Regions from separate parts of the Rattus norvegicus genome. Here region 2 is linked to region 1. The links are chromatin contacts, called in public Hi-C maps. All regions are on one chromosome and are shown on one strand. The core of a region is the stretch at or near the end of the contact, and the rest is flanking DNA. Distances in the headings are between cores, read along the strand shown.

Region 1 (6,417 bases), core at 1,332-3,831:
AGGAGCCCTCAGGCTGCAGGCTTACCTCTAACCTGGGCAGGCCACCACCAGTAAATTCCTGTCACTGCAGTGCTGGCCACGGTAGGACCAAGGGGAAGTGGACGGATGCAGTGTCCGTGTACAAGGTGCCAAGTCCTGGCAACAGGAGTGCTCACTGGCTGCCAGTGGAAATGCAAACGGTATGACTGCTTTGAAAGTAGTTTGGCAGTTTCTTACAAAGTTAAATATATGCTAGCCGTACGACCCAGCAACTCTACTGTTGCATATGTATTTACCTAAGAGAAAAGGAAGTGCATGTCCACAAAACGACTCAGACAAATGCTCATCGCAGCTTTGGTCATTATCAACCCGAACTGGAAACAGCGCAAGTGTGCGCCAGCAGGCACAAGAGAAAGGGGAGTGTGGCGGATCTGCATAGCAGAACACCACACTACCAAAAGGAGGAGAGGCACCAACCCACAGAGCAGTGAGCTAATGCAAGATCATGGCGCTGTGGGGAATGAAGCCACGGGACAGTACATCCTGTGTGCACTGCACATGGAGATCTTGGTTGTTCTTTGTTTTTAAGACAGCCTCATCTTAGGACCAAGCTAGCCTTGAACTCACCGTGTAGCCAAGGATGGCCTTGATTGACTTCATCTGCCTCCCAAGTGTCCTATGTGTATATACAGTGCTGGGGGTGGAGCCCAAGGCCCTTGGGACCGGCTAGCAAGCCTGTCCAACGGAGCCACATCCTTTTCATTTACTCAGCACTCCCCCGGCGACAAGCCACGCGTGTGGGAGGCGTTACCTAGTCAGTGCTTGGCATAGTCGCGTTCATTCACTTCACACTTACATTGTACACCTAACAATTTCATTTACTCTGTTCGTTTTACAAATAAAGGGGCAAATGGAGCCCATAAACAAGATCATGTGTATAAAGGTGCTTTCTCAACTAAGAGTATAGCTGGAGGCTCTGTAAGGTAGCTGTTTCTTTAGCTTTTGTCCCTTGATAAGCATCTTGGTGAACCTGCTGACCAGAGACACCAAGACAAGAGGGACGCATGCTAACGGGCACTTGACTGGCCGCCCGCCTGTGCACAGGGGCCTGGTCCACAGTTGAGGAATTCAGATACAAAGTGTTTTCCCCCACCACAGTACACACACACACACACACACACACACACACACACACACACACTTGTATATACCTCACAATCACCATATGGAATAATCATACATCAAAAAAAAAACAAAACAAAAACACAAAGACCAATATGACACCCCAGGCTGTAACATGGGCCTTTCTATGTCTGCCCCGTGGAGGCTTATATTGATTTACAATGGTTTTGGCCTTGGCTTGCTTTCCAACTAACTCTTAGCTTATATTAATTCAGCTATACGATTCTGTGTCTGCCACATGGCTGGTTACCTCTCCTCAGTTTCATACGTCTGACTTCCTCCAAGTCTAGGTAGGGAATCTCCCATGCCTCCTCTCCCAGAGTCCTCTCTCTATCTGGAAGACCCACCTTACTCTTCTGCCTTTTGCTGTAGGCCACAGGCTTTCCATTTTAGCCAATCAGAAGGTGCCATAGGGAGGACAGGGAGACATCTTCACACAGTGTACAGAACCATCACTCCAACACTAGGCTGCCATGCTCCAGTGGTGCTCCTATGACTTCTAGACTGTTAACTCAGGGTGACCCCTAAGCATGTCATATCATCGTTCAAAGTCAAGCCGTGCCCCTCCACCTGGAACCAGCCCTCCTGCTGGTCTCGAGCATCTGGGCTTCATCGGGAAGATGGAAGGCACTCCGTGTATCCCAAGAATGAAGCCATTTCAAAGAGGACTGTGGTATGGTGTGGTACTCAAGCCTTTAATCCCAGCCCAGGCTGGGGAGGGGGCACACAGGCGGACAGACCTTTGTGAGATCCCGGTCTGCACGGTGACTTTAAGGATAGGCAGAGCTGCACAGTGAGACCCCGTCTTGGGGGTGAAAAACAGGATTGTGAGTCGGGAGTCTCCGTATGGGCCTGTGGTTCCAGGATTCAGTAGACTGAGGCAGGACTGTCTCAAGTTCAAGGCCAGCCTGGGCTACACAGCAAAGTCCTAACTCAGAGAGAGGGGGGGAGGGGAGAGGTAAAAGATTGAGAACTGAGGTCAAAGGGCGTCACCATTTGCCCAGGGCGCTTAGTCTTCAAGCTGCACGGGTAAAGAATCTCCAGAACTTTTCTTCAACCCACAGCACCAAGCTGATACTCGAAGAGCTCGTCAGGAAACATCTACGTACCTCACGTGGACAGTTTTAAAATTCCGAGTTTTCAGTGGTCTGGAGTGCCTGGCTCTCCTGTTGGTGTTGTAATATTAGCTGAGGCAGGAAGGTGGGGCTCTCACTAACAGGGCCTCCTCCCCCTCCTCTGTCCTCCTGCTCCATGTGAAGAGGCCTGTGTGTCTGTGAGACTTCAGGTCAGCTGACGGGACTTTGATGCTCCACAGAGGCGCTTTCGGCTGGGGGTGAATTTTCAGCTGTCGCCCATGCCTTTGCGGGCAGCACATCTGTCGGAGCTCTAAGGAGGGGCCAGAGCTGAGCACAGATGGGCCGTTCACACTTGGCCGCCGTGACTTGGCCAGGAGCTTCGCTTGGTTTGGCTTCCTCACACAGTTGGACCATGCAGCAATTTGGGTGTTGTTTATTTAGCTATTTTTTCCTCCTCCTGTGGCTCGCTAGGCTCTGGCAGAGAAGCAAGTAGTCTGTTTGCGGACAGAGGGCTGATTTCAGCTGGATGTACTGAAAAGAATTAAACTACCATTAAGTGGCTGTGGCCTTGAGGGACGTGTCCCCTTGGCTTGCACAGAGCGAAGCTGCTCAAGCCGGTTGAAGCCGAGACCGTGCTATCATGCTCGCTTTTCTCCAAATTTAGGTAAGCTGCATCAGTCGAGCCAGGTCGAGTTTGCTTTGGTTTTGCTGGCAGGATCTCACTATGGAGTCCTGCCCGGCCTGGAACTCCCTGTGTGCACCAGCTTGGCTGTAAACTCAGAGACTCACATACCTCTGCCTTCGGAGTCCTGGGAGTAAGGAGTGTGCCAGGTTGCCCAGACAAGGCATAATTTTTAAAAGTTAAAAATAGGTAGCTATGAATCTCAATGTAGACTGTTTTTACCAAGCACACTCGGGGCCCTAAGTTCAAGCCTCGGCATCAGGGAAAACCAAGAAACATGCCAGCAAGAGAAACTACAAATAGGATATTTTTTTTAAATTTAGGAATTAACGTAAAATATAATTTTCCCCAGTTTTTTGATTGGTTGGGTTTTGTTTGTTTGTTTGTTTGTTTGTTTGTTTGTTTGTTTGTGACAAGATCTCTCTACATAGCCCTAGCTGTCCTGGGTTCACTATGTAGACCAGGCTGACCTCTTGAGTGCTGGGATTAAAGGCCCAGCATTTGCTGTTAGTTTATAAACTTTTAGTATTTAAAAAACTTACAAAAACTAAAAACATCACATTATTTCCTCTCTCCCACAAAAAAAATATTATTCATGTTTTTTGATGACCTGTATTTCTTTTTAATTGTTTAAGTTCTGGGAGAGGGCCATGGTATACTCAGTCTAGTCTTACAAGGGGAGTGAGCAGGCATGGTGGGAGAACCCAGGATCTAATGATCCGGCAAGCCCCCCCCCCCACTATCACCACAGCATGAGGAAGCACACACCAGAGGGACACCCAGGACCTGGGAAAGCCAGAGCTAGAAGAAAATGATAGCCACGCACAGGTGTGGCCAGAAGGGACTATGGGTGTCAGGGTTTTCTCCAGCCTTCCAAATCCTACCATTGCCTCCCATTGGCCACACCTACCAGAAACCCATAAGTAGGAAGCCATTGATTCTCCACTCAGCCTCACGTGGGCACTGAGCAAGGTAGAAGACGGACGAATGGACCACAAAGTCAAACAGGGCAGATCAGGAATTCTCTCAGACTGTGGGCGCTCAGGGAGCTGATGAGATCACCTGCGCAGTCCCATAAATGAGATCACCTGCGCAGTCCCATAAAATAAAGTTAATGTGAAAAAAAGAAAGTACTGGGCGGGCTAGAGAGGTGACTCCGCAGTTACGCTCCTGCAGAGATCTGGGCTCTGCTCTAAGCACCAGAGTCGGAGTGCACGGCTGCAGGAGGTCCAGTGCATTCTTCTGGCTTGATTGGGCACCTGCACAGCCAGAGTGCACACAGACAAGCAAGCCTGCATGGGTAAAGAAGAATACATTATTTTCAAAAAGAAATTAAAGAATGGAAAATAAATTAGAGCTTCATTTCTAGTATGTTCAGTGTATGTGGATGGTATCAGCTACATTTTAGCATACTCGGTATATATGGGATGATGTGAGCTGCTTTTCCCTCGCTGTGATAAAACGCCATGACTAAGGCAGCTTACTGCAGAGTTGATCTGGGCCCATGGTTCCAGAGAGTTGGGTCCATGATTGTGAAACAAAGGCAGGGGCAAGAAGCTGCAAGCTCACATTTTCAACCACAGCCTAAAATAGAGAATTAGAATGGCATCAGGCTTTAAAGACTCACCCCCCCTCCCCCAGTGACATACTTCCTCCATTGGGGCCATACCTCCTTTCTTAGGGTTTTACTGCTGTGAACAGACACCATGACCAAGGCAACTCTAGTTGTTTTGTTTGTTTGTTTGATGATGATGGTGGTAGTGATGATGATGATTTATTTTATTTATATTTATCCCAAATGTTGCCCCTTCCCAGAGCCCCCTCCCAGAGTTCTTTCCTCCCAACATCCCTCCCCTTCACCTACAAGAGGATGCCCCTCCACCCCCCGTATTCCTCCTCTCTGAGGCATCAAGTCTCTACAGGATTAAGCGCATTCTCTCCTACTGACAAGGCAACTCTTATAAGGACAACATTTAATTGGGGCAGGCTTACAGGTTCAGAGGTTCAGTCCATTATCATCAAAGTGGGAACATGGCAGCGTCCAGGCAGACATGGTACAGGAGGAGCTGAGAGTTCTACAGCTTGATCAGAAGGCAGTTAGGAGAAGACCAAGTCTTTTGGCACTGGGCAGAGCTTCAAAGCCCACCCCCATGGTGATGCACTTCCTCCAAAAAGGTCATACCTCCTAATAATGCCACTTCCCATGGGCCAGACATATTTAAACTACCACACCGCCTAAGCCTATCCTAACAGCTCTATCAACTGAGGAACCAAGTATTCAAACACCTGAACCTTTGGGGGACATGTTCACTCTTAACTGCCACAGGGATTAATTTAACCAACCCCATTACTGACCTAAAGATTGTTATGACATATCTCTCTTAGCATGTTTGTAACAGTACGAAGCTCTCACCCCCTCTACACACAGCCTTTTCCAAAAAGCTTATGTGTGAAGGCTTGTCTGCAGAAGTCTTCTTTTTTTTATAATCCAGTGAGTCTCATTAACATTGCCCAAGTTTGCATGGGTGTGTGGCCGTCTGCGCTAGTGTGGTTGCACCACCCAGAAGCAAACAGACTTCCCCCTTCTCCAGCAGGCTGCAGCTGTCAGGAGCTTCTCTGCTACAGGTACAAACCATTTATGTTGCAATGTTGGCTGGCCTGATTTTGTGCACATTAGACGGCAACCTCTCACAGCTATAACTTCATGAGTGCAACAGTGTTACCGTGTCCAGTAGACAGTGTTTAGCCTGGTCCTCCCCAGCCTCTGGCTCCCACACATTCCCTATCCCACCTCAGAGCTGGTTCCTGAGTGTCCTGTGGGAGGGGCGTAATATAGATGCCTGACTTTTGCCTGGGCACAGCGACACAGACACTTTGACCCACTCTCGGTTTCTCTGTTAGTTTCCATCAGCTGATAAGGCCCGAGAGCCGCAGTAGGCAAATGCTTTGATATGGTATAATCAAAAGACAGTAATTTGATACTTACATGCTAAGGAATGAGAATAGGAAAATTTGTTTTACATAATTAAGCCATGTATGCTTCTATGAGAGTAGGAAACTTTCTATGTACTGTAAAACACTGCAATTTATAACATATACTAGTCTTCAAATCTGGGTGCAGGTGTTCAAAGGTGTTGGCATTGGGTGACATGACAGCATGTGCAGTTCAGTGTGTGTGTATGTGTGTGGTATGTGTGTGTATGATATATGTGTTTGTGTGTGTGTGGTATGTGTATGATATATGTGTGTGTGTATCTGTGGTATAAGTATGTATGGTATGTGTCTTTGGGGTGTGTGTGTGTATGGTGTATATTGTGTATGTGGTGTGCATGTGTGTGGTGTATGTATGGTATGTATATATAGTATGTATGTTTGTGTATGGTGTATATGTTTGTGGTATGTGTGTGTATGATATGTGTGGTGTGTCTTTGTATGTGGTGTGTATGTGTGGTTTATGTATCATATATGTGGGTCTGTGGTGTGTGTGTATGGTGTGTG
Region 2 (6,333 bases), core at 2,751-5,250, 53 kb after region 1:
TTTTTAAAGAGCTTAATGAAAGTACCCTAAGCATTGGAGCAGAAGCCATTAACTGAGTTGCAGAGAGCTAAGTGCATATTTATTCCTTACAAAATTTTTTCTTATTTTCCAATTCTGCACTAGAGAATTAAAAGTAAAACAAAAACAAAATCACTAATAATTACAATATACAAACTTAGTCACTGATATATTATTCTTAACGATTGCTAAGTATATTTATTCACAGAGCTGTGATCACACTGTATATATAATTCAGCCTATAGCTTTCAGTCACTTAACATGATAGCATATGCATTTCCCCATATCATTAAATATTTCCTAATGCCTACATGTGAATAGCTGTGTACAGCACACTGTGTAGTGGTTTCTTTATTATATTTGGGAAGTGTATGTGATTTCCAAATTTACACTCTTTCTTTTTTGAGATAGTCCTCACATTGTAGCCCTGGCTGGCCTAGAACTTGCTGTGTAGAGCAGGCAGACCACAAACTCACTGAGATCCTTCTGCCTCTGCTTCCCAAGTGCTGGGATTAAAGACACACTCCAACACAGGTGGCCCAAATACTCTTAAATTGCTATTATAGATTGCTAATTTGCTATTCAAAAGATGCGACTCATTTACTCCCGGTGTGTAGCAGGGAGTGAGTTCGTACAAATGGCTACATTTCTTTCCTCAAATGGGCCCTAAACTGGTAACTATTAAAAAGCAAGCCATTCTTGTTTTCAGTTTTACTTTTTTGATACAAAGTAGTGGTGACTTTTCTCTGTGAGTGGTCCACATTTGCTGCTCACTGTCCGCATCCTTTGCCCGTCTCCGGAGACCTTCATCTTGCCTGCCTGTTAGCATGGGCTCCTTATGACGCTGGGGTTTTCTTTCTATCCGGCTTACCATGGCTGTTCTCCCAATTTTCACTTCAAACGCTAGACATTTGCCTGCAAATTTCAAACCCTTTATATGATCGAATGTGCCAATATTCTCCCTTAAACCTCACATCTGGGAGTGTAAATAGAATTCTCAGGGCCTCACAGAGCCATTCTGGAGCCAAGATGGCCCCTCTCTGGTGTGCATTCTGAAAACCTGGACCTACTCTCCTTTGCTTGTGTGGGGTTCCCACTTCCAAGTCTAATAATCCCCGTGGTAAGACCTCAGGGGCAGTTGGCTTGGGGCTTTGCTTTCTCTAGAATTCTTCCTCCTTTCAGTCTCCCAACTAGACTGTGCCTTAAAGAATCACGAACTGTGTAAGATGTGACACCTTTGATGCCACCCTCTGCTTCATGTTTACAGGGTTCTGCCCGCTAAAGACTCTGAAATAGACCAGTGCTCCTGGCAAGCAGAAAATTGTGGGTCTACAGTGGCACCTACCAGGCTCCCCCAATGCCTGAGGCTGCAGCTGCTCTCCAGGGGCAGGAAAGAGCAAAGCGCTTCCCTGGGGACGGAGTGATGGGGAGACAGGGTATCAGAACTGGTTTAGAAAGAACTTCACCAATAAATGTGGGCTTGTCTCCTATTTGCATGCTGTGCATGTACTTCCTGCTGTTTAATGTCTCCTTGCTATATTTATAGTCACAATAAAGCCGGAGAGGATCCAGGATAAGCAGTAAACAATTACTTCTGAACCTTTTCCATGCACTCTTCATGCAGAGACGGCTGAGCCCTCAAGAGCACAAGTCTGCTTTGTGCCTGTCAGCAAATTCCCTTCGTGTTTAGATTAAGACCCCAAATCCTGCTGAGACTGGCTTCGGTAGGTCCGGTCCACATGCTATGCCTGATGATGAGACTCCCCTTTCTCTAGCTGCTGGCCTCCAGTCCTCATGCACAACCTGTCTCCTGTCAACACTTCTGCCCTGATTCCAGCGAGCACCTCCCGCTTCTCTTAGTCCTTTTCCTCTGCTCCCTTCCACCTAAACTTCTCTCCTTGTCAGCTCATGCTTCCTGTCTCTTAGAGAAACCTTGCTGTGCTCCTCTCATGCCACCATTACTTCCCCACAAGGATGGGCTGTGCCCTTGAACTGTGAACCAAGATATAACCTTCTCCCCTTAAGTTGCTCTTGTCAGGTTGTCTTTTCCTATAACAACAGGAAAAGGAATTGATACACATGCTGTCTTACTACAGACCCAAAAGGAACAAATTCCAACAAGTGTTCAGAGCAAAGACCAGAAGGACAAATACATCAAAATGTGCTTGGAAGTTGTTAAATGCATTCATTCAGACTGTGAAACGAGAGTCAACCACTCTAGTCACATGGGCTCTGGCGCAGGGCAGGGGTAGGGCTAGGAAAGGAGAGAAACATCTCCAGAAGCTTCTTATCAGGTAGGAGCAGCAGAAGTTTCTTTCCTCTTGTTTGTTTTTAGGTTTTTGTTCTTGAGAAAACCCCAGGAATAAATGTCTGAGAGGACAGATTTCAGTCACAGGATTTCTACAGTTCAACCAGAACACAGAACTCATCATTATTTGGGCAAAACAACATCTTCTTAAGGGCAAGCATTTATCAGCATCCACGTGCATACATCTAAGTTTTTAGCATACTTCACAACACAAAGCTGTGTGCAACAAGAGCCTTGGATCTTAGCATGCAATTCTTTCTTTCTAATCATACCTGAAGGGGGTTCTTGTTTTTATGACTGTATTTTATGTAGATGGATGTTTTGCCTGCATGTATGTCTGTATACCCAGTCTGGAGCCTAGGGAGACCAGAAGAAGACATCAGAACCCCTGGAACTGGAGTTGCAGATGGTTGTGAGTGGCCATGTGGGCGCTAGGAACAGAACCTAGGTGCTCCATAAGAGCTGCAAGCGCTCTTAAGTGTGGAACCATCTTCCCAGCCATGTAGGTAATTTATATTTTGAGTGAAGGAGCCACACATCTGGCCCACATGCCTCTGCTCGCTTGTGTGGAGGTCGTCTGGCAGAGTATTCTACATGGAGCAGACAGACTGTTCCTCAGTCCGAGTCAAATGCTTTCTATTTTAAAGTTGATGTTATGCCCAAGGCTGAGCTGTAGCTCTTTTTAAATTTTCTTCCCTTTGCTTTTTATAGCCAAATAAACAAGGACTGGCTCAGAACTTCTTGTACTTCGTTATCTGCCACATGGTGTTGAGGTCATAAAACTGCTTCCATAGGCCACATTAGAAAATTAGTATCATGATTTTAGAGGAGCTCGAGCAGACTTTGGATCCTGTGTCTTCGAGGAGTGAGAGAACACTCTTCAAGGAAGATGGGCTTTTGGTTTTTAGGAAACAACAGAGAACGTTTACAGTTCTCTGTGGAAAGAATGGAGACCTTTGGGTACTGTCTGAAAAGCTAGGTTTTCTGCATGGTAAACTAGTGGAATTTGGACTGTGTGTGTGCCCATGTGAGTTTATGGTGTGTATGTGGTCTGTGTGTGTGCATGTGTGTCTCTGTGTGCGTGTATGCTGTGTGTGTGCATGTGTGTGTGTGTGTGGAGAGAGAGAGAGAGAGAGAGAGAGAGAGAGAGAGAGAGAGAGAGAGACAGACTAGGGAGGAAGCAGGGAGATTTGAAGAGGTTATAATGCCATCCTGTAGAACTTTCCACCGAGCTGAAGCACTCTCCACCTGTTCCGGCCAGTACAGTGGCCACTGGCCTGGGTACTGAGTACTTGAAATGTGGCTGAAATGACTGAGAAATTGAAATTTCAACTTGAATCATTTTTATCACACATAGCTAGTGGCTACTCTACTGGGCAGTATGGAACAATAGGTCTTTCCCGGCAACCCTGTATCTCCACCACAGCCCCGAGCACAGCGACAGGGAGAGCCCCCAGAGCAGAGCACTGAGAGGCGGTGAAGGGCAGTGACAGGAGCTGGAGCGCCAGCCCACTTGGTAAAGTGCTCGCCCTGCAAGCATGAGGGTCGGAATTTCACCACTAGAGCTCATGTGAGCAAAATCCAAGCGTGGCAGCACACACTTGTAATCACAGGGTGGAGACAGGAGGATTCCTGTACTCACTGCTCAGCCAGCTCAGCCCAGCCAACAGTTCCAGGCCAGTGAGACCTTATCTCAAAAAAATAACAAAACCCGAAATGGCTGTGCACATCTCCCAGCTCCGCCCCATGGCTTGAGGGAATGGTCCAGAACATATCCTAATGCTATGGTTTGCAAAGTAAACGTTTAGACAAAGGGAGAAAAAGATTTATTTTAAAAATGGCCAGGCATGAGTACACACACCTTTAATCCCAGACTTGGGAGGCAGAAGCAGATAGATCTCTATAAGCTCCAATCTAGAGTGATCTACGTAGTGAGCTCCAGGTCAGACAAAGCTACCTAGCCAGGCTTGTCTCAGTACAGGGGAGTGGGAGGGTGGGTAATACCCGAGGTCTTCCACACATACATCTGAAAATATACATGAATGTGTGTGTGTGTGTGTGTGTGTGTGCACGTGTGTGTTGTGTGTGTGAGCACACGCACATACATACAAATCAAGTTTTTTAAAAGTTTCGGTCTACTGTTTCCCTTCTAACTTCCAGTAAAAGTCTCACTGCTTGACCTTCAGCTCAGCCTGCTGACACTGTCACTCTGCCAGCTGCCCTGAAATAATTAAAAGTCCCTGCCTTGCTCCCAAGAATGTCCCCTGGGACAGAATAGCACATGGCCTGCCTGCTTAAGCACCCTGCCTTGTATTGAAGGTGGGACAGAGACACAAAGAAAAGCTCATTCTCCTGCCCCATGCCATTCCCTTAGCTGAGGGGATAGAAGAGCCAAGCCGTGTGGCCCACACAGGTGACTGCTGAAACAGATAAGCAATGGGCGGCACCCTGGGAGCCAGCCAGAGGACAGAGTCGGTTGCAGAGGACCAGTGACAATCCCAAGACCAAAAATAAGCTTCTCTGGAATCTTGGCACAACTCCAAGCAAGGCTGGGCAGCCTAAGAAGCCTTCTGCTTTCCCGTGCTCCATAAAATGCAGTGTTTTCAAAACTCTGCAGAACATTCTCTTTCAAGACACAAAGTTCAAAATAAAATTTCTAAGATTTTTCCAAAAGAATTGAGTAAAATTCACTGAAGTTAAAAAAAAAGTCCCATTAACAGAGTTTTAACTGGAATTGGTAGATATTAATTTCTAAACTTTGATCTAGTACTCTGTTTATTAACGTGCATCTTTAAAGTCCTGTGCAGGGAGGAACATTTTGTAACTTCTATATATTCCATGTCTAAGTGAGACTCATATTTTTTTTACAACATCTGACCTAAGTCCACAGTATACATGAGAGATTTGAAGAATTCATCTTATGTCCAGACAGATACAAGACACAGTTGAGTAACTTTTTATGGCCCAGGCATATAAAAACCCACAGGACACCTCACATTCCACCCAGAAGTCACCAGAACGATGGCAGGAAGGAGCAGAAAGTGCAGAGAATGCATGCTGGAGTCAGACACCAAGATTTGAATCCTCTTGGTACAAACCTGGCATTTGCATCTGTAAAATGGGGACAATTTTGATAATTTGATAAGACTATCCAAATAAAATGTTTATGACAGTTCCCAGAAAATAATGTGACCTATGATGACATTGATGGAGATGACCTATGATGACATTGATGGAGATGACCTATGATGACATTGATGGAGATGACCTATGATGACAGTGATGGAGATGACCTATGATGGTATTGGCACGATGATAACGGAAGTGATGGTGATGATAATTACAGAGGAGGCAGGAGATGAGCTGATTGGAGCATTGGGGCATGAGCTTGTGGAGGAACAAATGTACACTTTATATACAGTGGCCCCTGACAGAAGGTTTATACTTCTGCCACTCTAAGAGTAACTGCATTCCCTGTTTCCCTTCTGTACAAAATGACAAAGTCCTAAAGGGTTTCTGTCAAGTCATATGTAGATTGCCTGAGGGAAGGGATGGGAGGATGTGTGTCTGTCCAGCTAACACACACAGTGCTTGGAATAAGGTCATTGAGTATTTACTGATATCAGCTTCCCAACAGTTCTTGACTAAACATAACACACCATCAGTCACTGGCTCTCCTGGATGCTAAGGGCGCACGTTGGCTTATGGTGAGGTTATCACACCACACCAGAATATCGTCTTTAACAAGTACAAAGAAATCCCTGAGGTTTTGTTGGTTTACTTGGTCTCTTGCCCATGATAGATAAATTCATCTTACAGCGTCTACTCTTAACAGGCTTAAGCTTAGCTAGAAAGATCTTTCACAATCCAAGAAGCCTGGCCCAGTGACGGCTCCCCTGGACAATGTAGAGAAAATGGAAGAAAGAGTCCCAGGGACCAAGGACTCATTTTCAGAGCCAAGTCAAGGGTCAAGAGTGAGGATTGAAGCATCAGGAGACTCAGAAAAC

The links. A called contact is a pair of places that touch in the nucleus more often than the background predicts.
Region 2: a Hi-C map of frontal cortex shows a contact between it and region 1, with 4 times the contacts expected there. The contact joins two enhancer-like sites. A contact is called at or near these places in 10 of 12 Hi-C or Micro-C datasets (the A7r5 cell line, the Rat2 cell line, frontal cortex and 6 more) and 1 of 1 datasets of contacts at active chromatin or transcription factors (oligodendrocytes).

The regions. Positions count from the first base shown.
Region 1 is chr2:94,234,045-94,240,461 of GRCr8, forward strand. The region is part of intron 4 of Zfp704 (zinc finger protein 704); the gene reads left to right. Among named protein-coding and RNA genes, the nearest start is that of Zfp704, 160 kb to the left of the region's middle. Within about 2 kb of position 2,582, at least 35 of the 93 cell types and tissues checked have an H3K27ac peak or open chromatin away from gene starts, as enhancers often do.
Region 2 is chr2:94,285,136-94,291,468 of GRCr8, forward strand. No RefSeq gene overlaps it. Among named protein-coding and RNA genes, the nearest start is that of Zbtb10, 130 kb to the right of the region's middle. Within about 2 kb of position 4,001, at least 9 of the 93 cell types and tissues checked have an H3K27ac peak or open chromatin away from gene starts, as enhancers often do.